Regions from separate parts of the Ovis aries genome. Here region 2 is linked to region 1. A link is a contact called in public Hi-C data. All regions are on one chromosome and are shown on one strand. Each heading gives the region's core, a stretch centred on a gene start, on an enhancer-like site or on the middle of the called end of the contact. The rest is flanking DNA. Distances are from core to core; before and after follow the strand shown. Region 1 holds the start of PRIM2 (DNA primase subunit 2). Region 2 holds the start of BAG2 (BAG cochaperone 2).

What was found. Hi-C and Micro-C count contacts between places; a contact is called where the count stands out from the background.
Region 2: a contact with region 1 is called in a Hi-C map of skin fibroblasts, with 2.6 times the contacts expected there. The contact joins the promoter of BAG2 here to the promoter of PRIM2 in region 1. A contact is called at or near these places in 2 of 16 Hi-C or Micro-C datasets (skin fibroblasts and tail adipose tissue).

The regions. Positions count from the first base shown.
Region 1 is chr20:3,040,167-3,048,053 of ARS-UI_Ramb_v3.0, forward strand. PRIM2 (DNA primase subunit 2) reads right to left here and starts at 4,916. Exons shown (of 14, transcript XM_042236743.2): 1 at 4,784-4,916; 2 at 4,011-4,173; 3 at 2,002-2,105. The coding sequence starts at 4,164.
Region 2 is chr20:3,196,910-3,204,796 of ARS-UI_Ramb_v3.0, forward strand. It overlaps BAG2 (BAG cochaperone 2), which reads right to left and starts at 2,905. Exons shown (of 3, transcript XM_015102638.4): 1 at 2,641-2,905. The coding sequence starts at 2,753. LOC121817381 (a long non-coding RNA gene) reads right to left here and starts at 2,638. Exons shown (of 2, transcript XR_006057255.2): 1 at 1,633-2,638; 2 at 1-1,415. ZNF451 (zinc finger protein 451) reads right to left here. Exons shown (of 14, transcript XM_027959110.3): 14 at 4,541-7,759. The coding sequence ends at 7,713.

The DNA of each region.
Region 1 (7,887 bases), core at 3,666-6,165:
CGGACATGACTGAGCAACTGAACAACAACAAACCTCAACTGGACCTTTATCAACACCCAGAAATCTTTTTTTTAATATATATATATGTTATTCAAGTATATCTGACTTACAACTTTTCAAGTGCACAGCAAGGTGATTTAGTTACACAAATACACATATATTATTTTTGAAATTATTTTCCATCATATGTTATTATAAGATATTAACTATAGTTTCCTATGCTATACAGTAAACCTTTGTTGCTTCTTACATATCTACTAAAATCCAGCATTCTAGTCATACTAAGTCAAACAAGTAACACCAAGGAATCTTTCCTCAAGTTCAGCACAGTCAGAGCAAACATGTCCTGAGCACTCCCAATGTACCAGGCACTGTTATAAGCGTTTTAATCCATTAATCCACATAATCCTTCGAAAGCCCCTATGAGGAGGGCACCACTATATCCCTATTTTAAAGATGAGGAAACTGACTTTGTTCCAGGTCACAAGCCTGTAAGCAGCAGAGCTGGGATCTGGCCCCATAACTATTCCTTCCCCCATCTCAGGACAGCTGTTTTGATCTTCACTAGGTGGCCAGCCCTCCCCAATACACCACCGTTCCCTCCTCTCATCACAAGACCTCATCTACTTTACAGAAAGCAAAGGCCTCAGGCCGGCTCCTCAGCCCAAACTCCTGCCACCGCGTGTGGTACTGCCTTCCCCACTATCCCTACTGACAGACCTCTCTCTCCTCCTACACACAGCTGATCCCACACAGAAACTCCGTAGCCCACCTGCTCCTGCCTCCTAAGGATCATGACTAATCCAAAGTTCTCCCAAAATATCTACAATCGCCCTTTCTTCTCTTCCAGATCGTTCTGCTCAGCTTATAAATATGTTCAAATATATGCTGTAACGTGTTATCTTCTCCCTTCAGATTTTCCTATACTCAGACCTACCTCCCCGGTCTTCTCAGCTGGACATGTTAGAAGAGGAAATATTCCACATTCATCTCTCACCTCTCTCCTCCAAACACTACGACTGTTCCACCACCTGTCTTCAAGCCCAGATCTGCTGCACACCCTGCAGCCCTCAAGATAGCTCCACAAGCACCTCAGAGTTACAACGAGAACTAAACTCAGTCTTCTTTCTAGTAAGACTTGCCTCCTCTCCTGTATATCCCACGATCCACCCAGCTGTCATCACCAGAAACCCAAGCATCACTCAGAACTCTTGTTCCTCCTCCTTGTACTCAATCTCTATAATCTTATGATTCCATCTTCTCACTATCTCTTCAATCAGTCCTCTTCACTCCATTCAATTTACTTGTCATCTCCAAGCTCCTGATTGGTATTCCCATATTCATCTTCTCAAAATAAAAATGAGATCACATCCATTGAGATTCGGTTCCAGCACTATCTCATCTGGGAAGCCCTCCCCAACCTGAGCTAATTATCTGTACTTTTGGAGTTCCTGGTTGTTATTTAGTTGTTAAGTCATGTCCCACCCACTCTTTTGCAACCCCATGGACTGTAGCCCGCCAGGCTCCTCTGTCCATGGGATTTCCCAGGCAAGAATACTGCAGTGGGGTGCCACTTCCATCTCCAGGGGATCTTCCCGACTCAGGGAGAGAATCCACAACTCCTGCGTTAGCAGGCAGATTTTTTACCACTGAGCCACCAGGAGAGCAAAACAGAGTTCCTGGAACACATCAAATAACAGCATTTGTCACCTTGACTGCACAGGACACATCTGGCAATATCTGGAAACAGAGCCCAGAAGCCAGAGATGCCAGTGAGCCCCCTAAATGCACCATGGAATCATCAGGTCCCGCATGTTCACATTCCTAAGGTGGAGACACCCTGCCGCACTGGAGTTTGACTGTATGTCAATCATCCCTCGTGGTCGGTAGGTTCCTTCAGGAAGTTTTTTTAAAGCCCTGTGCATAATACAAGACCTTTCCTATGGTCACTACCAGTACACACACAAACTGAAGGAACATCTCTGTCCCTCTTTTACTTACTCTGTAGGAAAATTTGAGCTTCCGAAGCTCAGCCTCCAGCTTACTCTGATACTGTTCAGTTCCCTTCATGTAGCTCACACCAAGATTCTCAACTGTTTTTAGCACTAGAAAAAATTTGAAAAACAGAAGAAAGGTGGGGGGAAATGTATAAATGCAAGGTAATCTTAAAAAACTAAATCTAAGACAAATCTATGGATAGCAATTCCATAATTACTTTTTATAACAATACTTAAGCTTCATTTTCTGCAAGCACATTACATGTTATATATGTTTATAAGAGAATAACCTCCAACCATATGCAGAAAATAACCACATCCCACAGCATAACCTCATACCAGGGATTCTCAACTGGAAGGGAGAGAGGGATGGGGACAATCATGATGTACTGAGCATCACTGCTGAGGGATGCACAAGTGTGTCAGCGTGCGCATCCAGCCCTCGTGCTGAGCCGGTTGTGAGGCGGGTGCTTCACCAACTCAGCACAGACTCTTCGGAAGATAGCCAGCCCCTTCCTGATGAAGCAGAGAAGAAGACACAGCAGTAAAGCAGCAAACAAGCCACTCTGACTAGATGCTTCGCTCTGTCCAAAGGCTCCTGAAGCCCCTGTCAACTCTTCCTCGGATGAATTCTTCTTCCATTGGTGAGAAAAGAGAGATTAATTTGAGAATGAAAAACTTCTGAAATGAATCCTGAGGCCATGTCCAGCAGGGACTCCGTATTATGGTCTCCCAAACCAAACTCATTCTCTGCCCCTCAATCCTGCTCCTCTTCCTGCCACCCACCTCTAACAGCAGCATTTCTACCCACGAGATCAGCCACCCTGGAACTTCAGCCCTCCTCACCTGATCCCCTGTTCCTCACACCCAAGCAGTCATCAAACCCTGTCACTTACACCTCCTTGGTATCCCTTCCATGTCTCCCTTCCTGTCCCTGCCTCACCATCTCACCTCCAGGGCCAAACTGAAGGGACCCTTTTCAACCACTTAACCTCTATGAGGCATCGCAGAACCCATGCTAAGCTTCCCAGAACCCATTCTCCCTGCCCTTTACTCTTTTATTCAGCAAACAGATAATACAGGTACTCTGTACTAGCAATTCTCACCCAGCTCTTCTAAGAATGACTAACAGTATCTCACTTCTACTTCTGATCTCCCCATCAGGATATGCTTTGGAACATAAACTCTGCAGGCAGTGCTATTGTTGCAGTTGACACCGAACTTCTTTCTTTCTTCCACCAACACAGAGAAGACAAGCAGGCTCAAGAAAATCGCTACATCCTTCTTACACTTATCACAGCATTCAGTTCAGTTCAGTCGCTCAGTCGTGTCCGACTCTTGCGACCCCATGAATCACAGCACGCCCTCGCAGCGCGCCAGGCCTCCCTGGCCATCACCAACTCCCGGAGTTCACTCAAACTCACGTCCATCGAGTCGGTGATGCCATCACAGCATTAGCGTGGTACAAAACACCCTTGGTTACCCACAGCTCTCCACCCACCCTGAACTTGCCACCTTTCCCTCCAGTGTTTCACGCTCTCTGGTGCTTCCAACTCTTCCTTCAGACCATTAGCTCAGCTTGCAAAAACCGCTCCCTTCCTCTCTATTGAGAAACTGCTACTCGTGCTTCAAGATCCAGGTCACATTTCAACTTTTCTTAAGAAGTTTCACTTAATCAGATTAGGTCAATCATTCCCATCTGTTTCAATAACACCTCTACTAGAGCACTTAAAATACTAAACTATAATTACTGCTTTGGACATCTGTCTCCATGTATTAGAATACAGCTTCAACAAAGATGACAATTTCATTACTCAGCTCAAAATCCCTACCGCCTAGAATAAAGTGGCACTCAATAAATATGCACAGTACATGGAAAAAATGAATGAACAGCAAAATCTCAACGAAAAACCTGAGCAAATATTAAAGAAGGAAATAAATTACTCTAATTTATCTCTACAAGGTATAAGTGAGGTTCTCAGGAATACAAAAATTCAAATTCAAATCACTCACATTTAACTCTATCGATAGCCAACGTTTCAAATTCTGTCAAAGATACGTTTCCAGAAGGTGGCTGCAAGTAAAACTGAAGGCTATGTGGGTAGCAAGCATTCCTCTGGTCATCTGCCAACCTCAGTTTCCTCCGTTTTCCTCCAGAAAACTCCATCTTGTTACCCTGGAAGCAAGCACAAAAAACGGTGGGAAATGGAGTTAAAAACAAAAAATAACTCCACACACAAAGGAAAACATTCTGCCTGGCAACTGATTCTGAAGAGCACGCACAACATGTTGAGTCGTGTCCCTGTCTTCCAGACCTTCGACAACACCGCTGGAACCGCGGTACACAGGCGGTGGGGAGAGGTGAGCCCTGCGGAGACGCGGGCAGCGGTCGTGACTTCCCGCAACGTCCACAGCAGGGGACGCGGGCGGTTCTCCAGGCGTCTGCGCGCTCCGCCTTGAAGGCTCTGAGCTCTCCAGGGTCAGGCTGAGACTGCCCGAGGGCTGCGACCCCGAACTCGGAGGAAAGCGCGGGAGCTTCAGGCTAGGAACGCGACTCGGTGGGCTTCTTCCCTGACAACCCCTGAAAACTGACGGCTGTCTCCGAGGCGCCGCACGTCGGAGCTCTTCTCCGGAGCGTCCAGCGGCGCCGAGTGACACGCCGCCTCCGCGGTCCCTCAGCCAACGCGGTCTGTCAGCCCCGGCACCCGCCTCCGCCTAGACAAGCAACCAGGACGGACTCGCGCCCCCCGCGCCCGCCGCTCTCCCCATTCTCCAGGCTCGCACACCTCAACCCCAGGGTTACTGTTCTTCGCAAACCCCGGCGGCTCCTCTCACCTGCAACTACACCAAACACAGATAAACACGACAACAGCTTTCCTCAGGTGGCGGGAGAGTTCGAACGGGACCGGAAGCGGAAATGGCTGGACCGCGGAGCCCGCCCTCTCCCCCAAGCCCGCCCAGCCCAGGCTTGCGCATGCTCAGTGGGGCCCTCTGGGTGGGGCGGTCTCTGGATTTCTGTCGTAGGTATTGCACTATGTATCGTGGCCGTGATAAAGCGCTGGATTAAAGATCCAGTCTCTAGGGGTCTGGAAAAGGCAGTGCACCCCACTCCAGTACTCTTGCCTGGGGAATCCCATGGACGGAGGGGCCTGGTAGACTTCAGTCCATGGGGTCGCTAAGAGTCGGACACGACTTCACTTTCATGCTTTGGAGAAGGAAATGGCAACCCACTCCAGTGTTCTTGCCTGGAGAATCCCAGGGACGGGGGAGCCTGGTGGGCTGCCGTCTATAGGGTCGCACAGAGTCGGACATGACTGAAGCGACTTGGCAGCAGCGGCTGTAGGGGTCGGGGTTCGAATCCCACCGCTGCCAGATGATTTTGGGCTTCCCTTGTGGCTCAGCTGGTAAAGAATCCGCCTGCAATGCAGGATACTAGGGTTCGATCCCTGGGTCGAGAAGGTCCACGGAGAAGGGATAAGCTTCTCACTCCAGTGTTCTGGCCTGGAGAATCCCATGGCCTGTGTAGTCCGTGGGTTCGCAAAGAGTCGCACACGACGGAGCGACTGTCACTCTCACTGCTGCACTACGTGTGCGTGGGTCTGAGCTGTCGGCGCCGGGTCAGCACCGGCTCCAGACTGGGACCCTGGGTGATAATCTCAGAGAGCCCGGCGAGCGGGAGGCCCGGCTCACCGCTCACAGAGGCGGCGGCTAGGCGGCCTGCGTACCGCGGGTCAGCCCGCTTTTCTCCTGGTCGGCGAGCCCCTTCCGCACTCTCGGTGCGCGGCGAGGGTCCGCAGGGGGACCTCGGTCCAGCCGGGACGCACGCCTTGCGCGTGCGCACTCAGGAACGCTCGGCGTCTGCGGAAGGAGACCGCGGGGCGCCGGACGGTGACCGGCGAGGCCGCGGGAGGCGCGGGAGGCGCGGGAGGCGACGGCCCCCACTGTGCGCGGCAGCGTTTCAGAACTGAGGCCGCCAGGTGGCGGGTCTCGCTCACAAAAGAGGCCTCTAGAAGTCCCTGTCAAGGTAGGAGGGGAGGAGCCGTCAAGACGTTCAAGGTTTCGGAAATGCAGACTGAGCTGAAACAGTGTCAAGCTTCAGAGCATCTGCCTAGCCTGGGCCAAACAGGGGTTGACCCTGACCTTGTACCAGAACGTGTTCTGAGGGACTTACATGTCAGTTCATTGTATTGCCATAACCCATTTAAAAGGCTCATTTGAAAAGACCCTGATGCTGGGAAAGATTGAAGGCGGGAGGAGAAGGGGACGACAGAGGTTGGGTGGCATCACCGACTCGATGGACATGAGTTTGAGCAAGCTCCGGGAGCTGGTGATGGACAGAGAGGCCTGGTATTCTGCAGTCCATGGGGTCACAAAGAGTCGGATACGACTGAGTGACTGAACTGAACCCATTTAAGGTTCTGTTCTGTTCAGTTGCTAAGTCGCTTCTGACTCTTTGTGACCCCGTGGACTGCAGCACACCAGGCTTCATTGTTCTTCACCATCTTCCAGAGTTTGCTCAAAGTAATATCCACTGAGTCAATGATGCCATCCAACCATCTCAACCTATGTCATCCCTTCTGCTTTCAATCTTTCCCAGTATCAGGGTCTTTTCCAGTGAGTCAGCTCTTCCCATTAGGTGGTTAAAGTATTGCAGTATTCCATATTCAACATCAGTCCTTCCAGTTAATATTCAGGGTTGATCTCCTTGCAGTCCAAGGGACTCTCAAGCCATCTTCAGCACCGCAAGTCAAAAGCATCAGTTCTTCAATGCCCAGCCATCTTTATAGTCCAACTCACACATCTGCACATGACTACTGGAAAAACCATAGTTTTGACCGTATAGACCTTTGTTGAAAAAGCGTTGTCTCTGCTTTTTAACCCACTGTCTAGGTTTGTCATAGCTTTCCTTCCAAGAAGCAAGCATCCTTTAATTTCATTGCTGCGGTCTCTGTTATTAACCTACATTACAGATACGGATTGTACAACAGAGAAGTTGAGTCACTTCAAAGGTCACTTAGTAGCTGGCAGAGCCAGGTTCAAAGTCTCAGAGACTAGCCAAGCACCACAGTGCTAACCACAAAACTACCAATTTCACTAATATGTCAGTTGTTACCGTTCAGTCATTAAAGGAAAGTGAAGTCGCTCAGTCGTGTCCGACTCTTTGCGACACCAAGGACTGTAGCCTACCAGGCTCCTCTATCCATGGGATTTTCCAGGCAATAGTACTGGAGTGGATTGCCATTTCCTTCTCCAGCAGATCTTCCCGACTCAGGGATGGAACCCAGGTCTCCCGCATTATAGACAGACAGACGCTTTACCGTCTGAGCCACCAGGGAAGTCCATAAGTCCTGAAATTAACTTCAGTCATTAAGTTGTGTCTAACTCTTTCACCATGCCATGAACCCATGAGCCCACCAGACTCCTCTGTCCGTGGGATTTCCCAGGCAAGGATAATGGAGTGGATTTCCATTTCCTTCTCAAAGGGATCTTCCCAACCCAGGGATCAAACATGTGTCACCTGCATTAGCGGGCATATTTCTTTACCACCAAGCCACCAGGGAAGCCCTGTGAGACATTACACAGGCTTAAAAAAAAAATTATTGGGGTTTACTTGCTACAGGGCTGTGTTACTGTCTGTTGTAGAGCAGAGTGAATACATATACATATATCACCTCTTTGTCACCATAAAGCATTGAGTAGACTTCCCTGTGCTGTACAGTAGTACGTTCTCACTGGTTATCTATCTTATACCCAGTAGCATATATATGGCAATCCCAATCTCCAAATTCATCCCACTCTCCCTTCCCCTCTTAGTGTCTGTACCTTTGTTTTCTACATCTGTGTCAATTTCGGCTTTGCAGATAGGTTCATCTGTACCATTTTTCTAGAT
Region 2 (7,887 bases), core at 1,655-4,154, 150 kb after region 1:
CTTCAGGGCCACTCACACCCTGCAGAGATGGCATTCAACAGCCCCTGATCTAAACCCGGATCTAAGTGGAATTTTCACTTCTTTCAGTAAAATCATATACTATTCCTACACTTTGAAATATGACATAGTAACTCAGAAAACTCAGGCGTAAAGCATTAAGCTCTGCAGCCACTCCTGAGCTCTTTTAACTTCTCAAGCCTCAATTTCCCGCCTGGACAATGAGGGTGACATAATTTCCACAAAGACACAGGACCTGTAGTCATGCTGGTTAGCTAAGATACCTGTTGGAGGGTATCATTTATGAATTATATGATCACTGCTAAACTAGTAACAATCGTGAGCAAAGTGCTCAGAGCCACTGACAAATGGAAAAGTCAGAGGCCATTTGCACGGTCACGAAAACCCGTAGAGAGAGACATCACCTTTTTAGGAGGAAGCAAAAAAGGAGATCTAGTTTCGTGCTAACGCATTAGAAACAACTGGAGTTTCTTCAGCGATTTGTGAGATGCGGTCAAACATTTGAAAAACTTTAAACACCATGGACACCAGTTCACATGGCAGGTCATGAAGCACTGAGCATAATTCTATTTTCGATTTCATGCGGAGAAAGTTTTTGCTGAGACTAGCACAACAGAGGGACAGTAAACACAGACCTCCTGGTACAGTCTGTGATTTTCAGTGTGCCTGCAACACTGCTTTATTAGCCACTCGTAACATGAAAGTAAATGACAGTTAACACATGAATGTCTTGTTTTCTTTTTAAACTTGATCTTCTGGGCCTGATTCTAGTTTCTAACAGCTCAGTGCTCTCTTCCATGACCCATCTGCCTTCATAAACTTCTCTATTTTTTACTTAACCTTCCAAAAGACTTAATTTTGTCAGCATCACTTTTTTTTAAAAGAAAGAAACAAAGCTCATCAGTCTAAAACTAGAAAAGTCCTTAAAATGAACAACTGAACACACATTTATCAGTCTCAGCTCAAGGGTTAATTCAGCAAGTGATTAACCACTTGTACACGGTAATCAGAATTCATTTCACATTAAGGAAGCCCTAGAACGTAATATTTCAAACAAGAAACTTCCTTTTAAAGATGAGCACCTGCCCTATGTGAGGCATCAATTCAAGTCTTAGAACAATAACTCAGCTTCAAGAAAGGAACTGTGTCCTGCCCGAGCTGAGAAGAAAACATCCTTTCTTTCCAACTAGGGAAGAGCCCCCCTGAAATGGCTGAGAACATGCCCTCAAAGTTCTTGAGACCAGAGACGCTCAGTCACTTGTTAACGCTGCTACATAAAATCGTCCACAGGAACTGCTCTGCCTGTTCCACCTGCTTCAGCTGGAGAAGGACCATTGTCACTCTCCGTGAAATCGTGGTGGTGAGCGTCTCATTTTCTGAGAAGACATTGTTTCTTTCTGTAATAATAAAAAGAACTATACAATAAATGATGAAAGTCAACATAAATATTAATAAATGATAATAAGTGCCTCATTTGGTTATTAATGTACTTTACTGGCAAACAGACCCCTTGTCCTGTTTTGAGATAAAGACACATATGCAGCCCTTCTTAAAATTGTGTCTTACATGTATTCCTTTGCTCACTCAGAGTCTGGTAACTATGGGAAAAATTACCTGTGGTTTTAGGGAGTTTTGGACGCCTTGGTAAGATCTGCCTGTAATTACACCTGCACACAATTTACCGGACCTTCAATGACAATAAGAAGTTATGGGAAGTACACAGAAGTCTTCATTCACTGTTAGAGAAAAGATTATTTCCCAAATTTCTTACACATTATTTAGGAATCCTATACAAGCCGGTGACTACATTTGTCACTAAGCAGGGTCCCCACACCGGTTTCTATAGAAACTGACAGCAGCACAGCCTGGAAAGAATTCAGGGAAAGAGCCGGGGTGAGGCACTCTGTGCTCTGGGAAAACTGGCAAAACAGGCTCTCCGGTTTTCAGGAACTCAGATTCCTAAATCTTCTCAAATTCAGAAAAGCACTAAAAGCTTTAAGGGAGACAGCAGCTCCTCCTGACCGGTGGTAACCTCTGCGCGCCTGACCCCGGGCCCTGCTCCAAAGTCACATCCTCGCTGACCTCAGCCCGACCCTCGCCGCCAGGGCTTCCCTCTGCGCGCTGACCGCCGTGGACACCCCGACCGGGAGGGGACACGCCGACCGCAGGGACACCCCGACCGGGAGGGAGCGCTGCGGCTCGGGCCCTGGCGGCCGGGAAGGTGGGACGGCGCCCCGGTGAGGCCGAGCGCGGCTTGGGGAGACACCTGTCCGCTGCTCTCGGGCCTGAGGCCAGACGGATTTTTCCGTTTTGCAAAGGGCTCGGTCGCTCAGCACAGAAACCACTAACCGGCCCCGGTCCTAAAACCGCTCGCGGCGGGGAGTGGGCCGGAAACACCTGGCCCCCCGCGGAAGGTTCTGGAAGCTCCGCGGCGGCACGGCCGTCGTCTCGAGTCACGTCCCCCCTACCTCCTCTGTTCGGGGTCGCGCGGTCCCGGCGCTCGGGGCCGCCGAAGGGTGGGGGGCCGCCGCGCCGACCCAGCGCCGCGCTGCCCTCCGCTCCGCCCTCGCCCCCCGGTCCTCGCCCGCAGCTCCGTCCCCGCGCGGCCCCCGCCCCGCGCACCTGAGCTCCAGCTGGTCCAGGCTCTCGAGCAGGCGGCTGGAGCGATCGGCCATGGACGAGGAGCGACAGAAGCGGCCCTCGTTGGCCTTGGCGCTGATCCTCGCCTGAGCCATCTGCGCCGGGCGGGCGGCCCGAGGTCACCGCCGTCCCCACGCGCCAACCGTCTACTCGGATGCGCTGCCCGCAAACCCGAAGTCGGGGGCCAGGGCACCCAGATAAGGGCGCGAGGGCTTGGCGGCCGGACTCCGACCGCGCGAGCTGCCTCGGGGGCGGCGCGGCGGGGCGGCTCCGCGTGGCGCCAGGCCCGGCCCCGCCCCGAGCACGCCCCGGGGCGAGGCCCGCGCCAACCACGCCCTCGCCCCGCCCCACGGAGGCCCCGCCCCCAAGCATAGCCGGGGCGGGGCTCGCGTGAGCCACGCCCTCACCCAGGCTGGCCCGCGGCGCCCCGCCCCCGATCACGCCCCGGGGCGGGCTCGCACCAGCCCCGCCCTCTCCCCGCTCCGGGGCCATCCGCCGCGAGGAAGGGGTCCTTTGCGTAGCCGTGGTTCCCGGGCACCTTCCCGAGGTGAGAACTGGAGTCTGGACGCCAACAGAGCAGAAGACAAAAAGCCGCCCTGTCCAGCTGCGTGTAGGGGTCAAGGTGAACCTCATCGTTTTCACACCCACTCGCATGAAAGCATTTGTAATGACTTCTCTGTTTAAGTTATTGGTTGGAATTCGAGTGAAATGATTGTTATTTAAGGCCGTTTCTAACCCCATTTGTATAAACCTCCTGTTATGAGAAGACCATGGAGGCCGCTCGGCCACCGTGCAGGTCAGGGAGTAGTAGAGGGGTGGCGGGGCCAGAGCACACTAGGCGTTCTGCCCAGCAGTACACGGAGGGGATGCACAGGGCACCGGGAAGGGGATAATAACAGTTCAAGGCTGGAGCCCAACCTTTAATCTGAGATCAAAGTCGAGGTACTTGAACAGAGATGAGGCCCCTAAGGCTAGATCCCAGTTCCTCTGAACTCTTAAATACTAATTCACAACTGCTGTAGGGGGTCATCTGGCCTCATTAGACGTTTTATTGTATCATGACAAACGTGGAATCCTAGACGTTTTGTGAATGTGCTAGACTCTCTCACACCTCAGACTCAGTGGACTCCAACTCCAGAGAATACCCAGGCCCGTCTTCACTCCCCACTGGGCCAGCATCCCAGCCTTGCCCTCCCATCTGGTCTGGTGCTGTTTGCACCACTGTCTGTGCTCAGCTCAGCAGCTGCAGTGATCCAGAATAAGGCACAGCAAATGACTCCTCAGAAACCTTCAGCGGCTCACTTGTGAAATGAGTAAAAGCCAAGGCCTTCAGAAGAGGCCTCAGAGGACTCTCGTCGCCTGCTGCCTGCACTAGCCTTGCTGTGCATGTCTGGATAAGCTCACTCCCTACCTTCAGGCCTTTGCTCAAGTTCTCTAAGGACCCCGACCACTCTAGTACGAAGAGCAAGCCCCGCCCCCGCCTCACCCCCACCGCTCCTCAGCTCTTTCGGGCGGCTGTTTTCCTTCCTCATCTCAGCAACCCCCCCCAAGTGTGCCCCACTGCGGAGGTGAGGGCTTCCTTTTGCTCACTGATGTATTTCAAGTGCTTAGAATAGTCGCTGACAAATGTTAAGTACTCAATAAATACTTTGTGAGTGAAAGAATAAATGGTTTAAAAGAAATTTAAAAGAAAAAAAATTGATGGAAAAAAAGAAAGCTCTTTCAGTTGAAGGCTATGCTACTGGGTTTCTGGTTACCCTGCCCAAGTAAGTCCAGGAGAGTCCTTGCACCTTGTTCTTGGGAGAGGTCTGAGTGGCCAAATGGTCAGGAGTCGGAAGAAAGGATTGGGCTGGTAGGATACCAAGCATCCAAAAACAAACTCTTTAAGGGAGGAATTTTTATTTAAGACAGTCAATGATACCACAAACCAGACGCCGTCAGTACATTACCTATATATCCTTTTTAAAATAAACACGGTCATTCATCATTTCTTTGACAAAAGCAGTTATTCAGGTATAAAAAGCCATCACAATAAAAACTTTTTAAAAGAAAAAAAAAACCTATCAGTAAAATGAAAGACAAATAAAAGCAAACAAGCAAGCATCATTGTCAGAAACATTTACTCTTGATAATATTCCCCGTTACTTTATGTAACATCCACTCTCCTCCATGTGTCTAAATTACGTTCAAATTATGAAGCAAGCTGGTTTCATAATTATAAGAGGAACCAGAGATCAAATTGCCAACATCTGCTGGATCATCGAAAAAGCAAGAGAGTTCCAGAAAAACATCTATTTCTGCTTTATTGACTATGCCAAACCCTTTGACTGTGTGGATCACAATAAACTGTGGAAAATTCTGAAAGAGATGGGAATACCAGACCACCTGACCTGCTTCTTGAAAAACCTGTATCAGTTAGAACTGGACATGGGACAACAGACTGGTTCCAAATAGGAAAAGGGGTACATCAAGGCTGTATATTATCACCCTGCTTATTTAACTTATATGCAGAGTACATCATGAGAAACGCTGGGCTAGAAGAAGCACAAGCTGGAATCAAGATTGCCGGGAGAAATATCACTAACCTCAAATATGCAGATGACACCGCCCTTATGGCAGAAAGTGAAGAGGAACTAAAAAGCCTCTTGATGAAAGTGAAAGAGGAGAGTGGAAAAGTTGGCTTAAAAGCTCAACATTCAGAAAATATTCAGAAACATTCAGAAAACATTCAGATCACGGCATCTGGTCCCATCATTTCATGGGAAATAGATGAGGAAACAGTGGAAACAGTGTCAGACTTTTATTTTGGGGGCTCGAAAATCACTGCAGATGGTGACTGCAGCCATGAAATTAAAAGACGCTTACTCCTTAGAAGAAAAGTTATGACCAACCTAGATAGCATATTAAAAAGCAGAGACATTACTTTGCCAACAAAGGTCCATCTAGTCAAGGCTGTGGTTTTTCCAGTAGTCATGTATGGATGTGAGAGTTGGACTGTGAAGAAAGCTGAGCGCGGAAGAACTGATGCTTTTAAACTATGGTGTTGGAGAAGACTCCTGAGAGTCCCTTGGACTGTAAGGAGATCCAACCAGTCCATTCTAAAGGAGATCAGCCCTGGGTGTTCCTTGGAAGGAATGCTGCTAAAGCTGAAACTCCAATATTTTGGCCATCTCATGCGAAGAGTTGACTCACTGGGAGGGATTTGGGGGCAGGAGGAAAAGGGGGCAACAGAGGATGAGATGGCTGGATGGCATCACCGATTCGATGGACCTGAGTTTCAGTGAACTCCGGGAGTTGGCGATGGACAGGGAGGCCTCGCATGCTGCGATTCATGGGGTTTCAAAGAGTTGGACACGACTGAGCGACTGAACTGAACTGAAAAATGATTTTTAATTTTGTAGTAAGTAGAAATACAATCAGTAACAATTATTAAAACATTAAGCAACCCAAGGACCTTATTTTAAGGATCATGATGACTACCCCTTCCCCACTGTGTCACTCTGGACCATACACATCCGTGTGTCACAGCAACACAGCGCCCCCGCGTGGCGGGCGCCTCCAGCACAGCCGTCTCCTGGACACCCGTTCAGCTCCCACTGCTGAGCAGGTTCCCCAGACGTCTTTAGGGTACAGCTCTGTAACCACCTCCCAAAACCTTAAACTACTCTAACAAATTAACAGTACAGTGTGCTCACTTTGGAAAAATGATTACGACATTCTCAAGCTATGACGTCTACTTAAAAAGCAAGCAGGGAGGACAGAACTGACAGCTTAAGAAAGAAAGAACACAAACTGGGGTTTCCAATGTGGACTGAAAGACTATATAATAATAATAAAACAAGTCATACTATTTAACACTAAATTATCTAGTTGCAGAGAAAGACCAAAGTTCTAGCTATGATTTTTTTTGTCTTAAAGAAAAATTTGTATCTATAGAAAATTTTAAGTTTGGTAAATAATTACTAAAAATTTTTAGGGATGACATTTCTGGTCAAATAACATGAAGTATATTCACAAAGACTATATGACAAGCCCCTTCTTAGTCTTCTAGTTATATAATATTTTTATTATTCATCATGGGGCTTCAACATTTAAAAATTAAATATGTAATACCAACTGTAGGACATTGATATTTTAATGAATAACTAACATGAAGATACTTCCATATGAAATAAAAATCTTAAAGGGTTAAGGAAGATTACGCCTGAGTAGAATTTCAACGTTATTTTCTAAAGAATACTATGTTTACACAAATATATATATATAAAAGGACTAATATTAAAAGTATGCCTAATTCTATGCAAATACTTTTACATCATTCCCTTTAAACAGTAAATAATACAAGTCATATGAAAGTCAAAGTAGGTAAAAAGAATGGAAAAAGTTTCTTTTTACTACTTTCAAAGAAATTAGGTTAGTTTTCTTTTTCATTCCAGCAATGTACAGCTCTAATTAAAGCAGGACTATACATCCGAGTGAAAACCACAAAGAACACTGGTGATAAAATTTTTCATCTGTTTTCACAATGTTGCTATTACTCTCTTCCAATAATCATAAAAAGACCTCAAAGATTATATATATTGGTGCCACATAAGAAGTAAAATTTACAGAAAAAATGAGCTATGATAGCTTTATTTATATTCATTTTCACTCTTAAAAAAATAAACTAGAATCATCTGTACAGTACAAATAAAATTAAAGAACCAATTGTATTTGGGAAACATTTAAACAATAGTCAAGGGCTTCTTTATTTCTTTTTTTAAAATCCTTTTAACCTAACTATATGAATTCAAGGTTACCTGGGAAACATGATACCAGTATTAGAATATATGATTTGTATTTGCATTAACATATATTCTGTTCCTCTATACATTTTTGCAAATGGCACAAAAACACAAAGCAATATCAGAGTTTGAACATACAAAAGCAAAAACTGTGTGTTTTCAAATACATTTGTACTAGTAGATTTGTGGTCTCCTTTAGGAAACAAACTCAAGAATTCATCATCCTGAGTCTCTTCAAGGCCACTTGATGTTGTGTGGTAATACCTTTAGTTACATTTCCTCAAGACTTCTTCTAATAGCTTCTTCTAATTCCACATCTGCATTAAAAAAGAGAATTATAACATTTAGGGCAAAAAAACTGATAAAAATGTACTTAATGTAAGTCTCATCAACTACATCTGTATTTTCAGGAAGAAAAGTAAATACAACTTGGAGAAACTGAAGA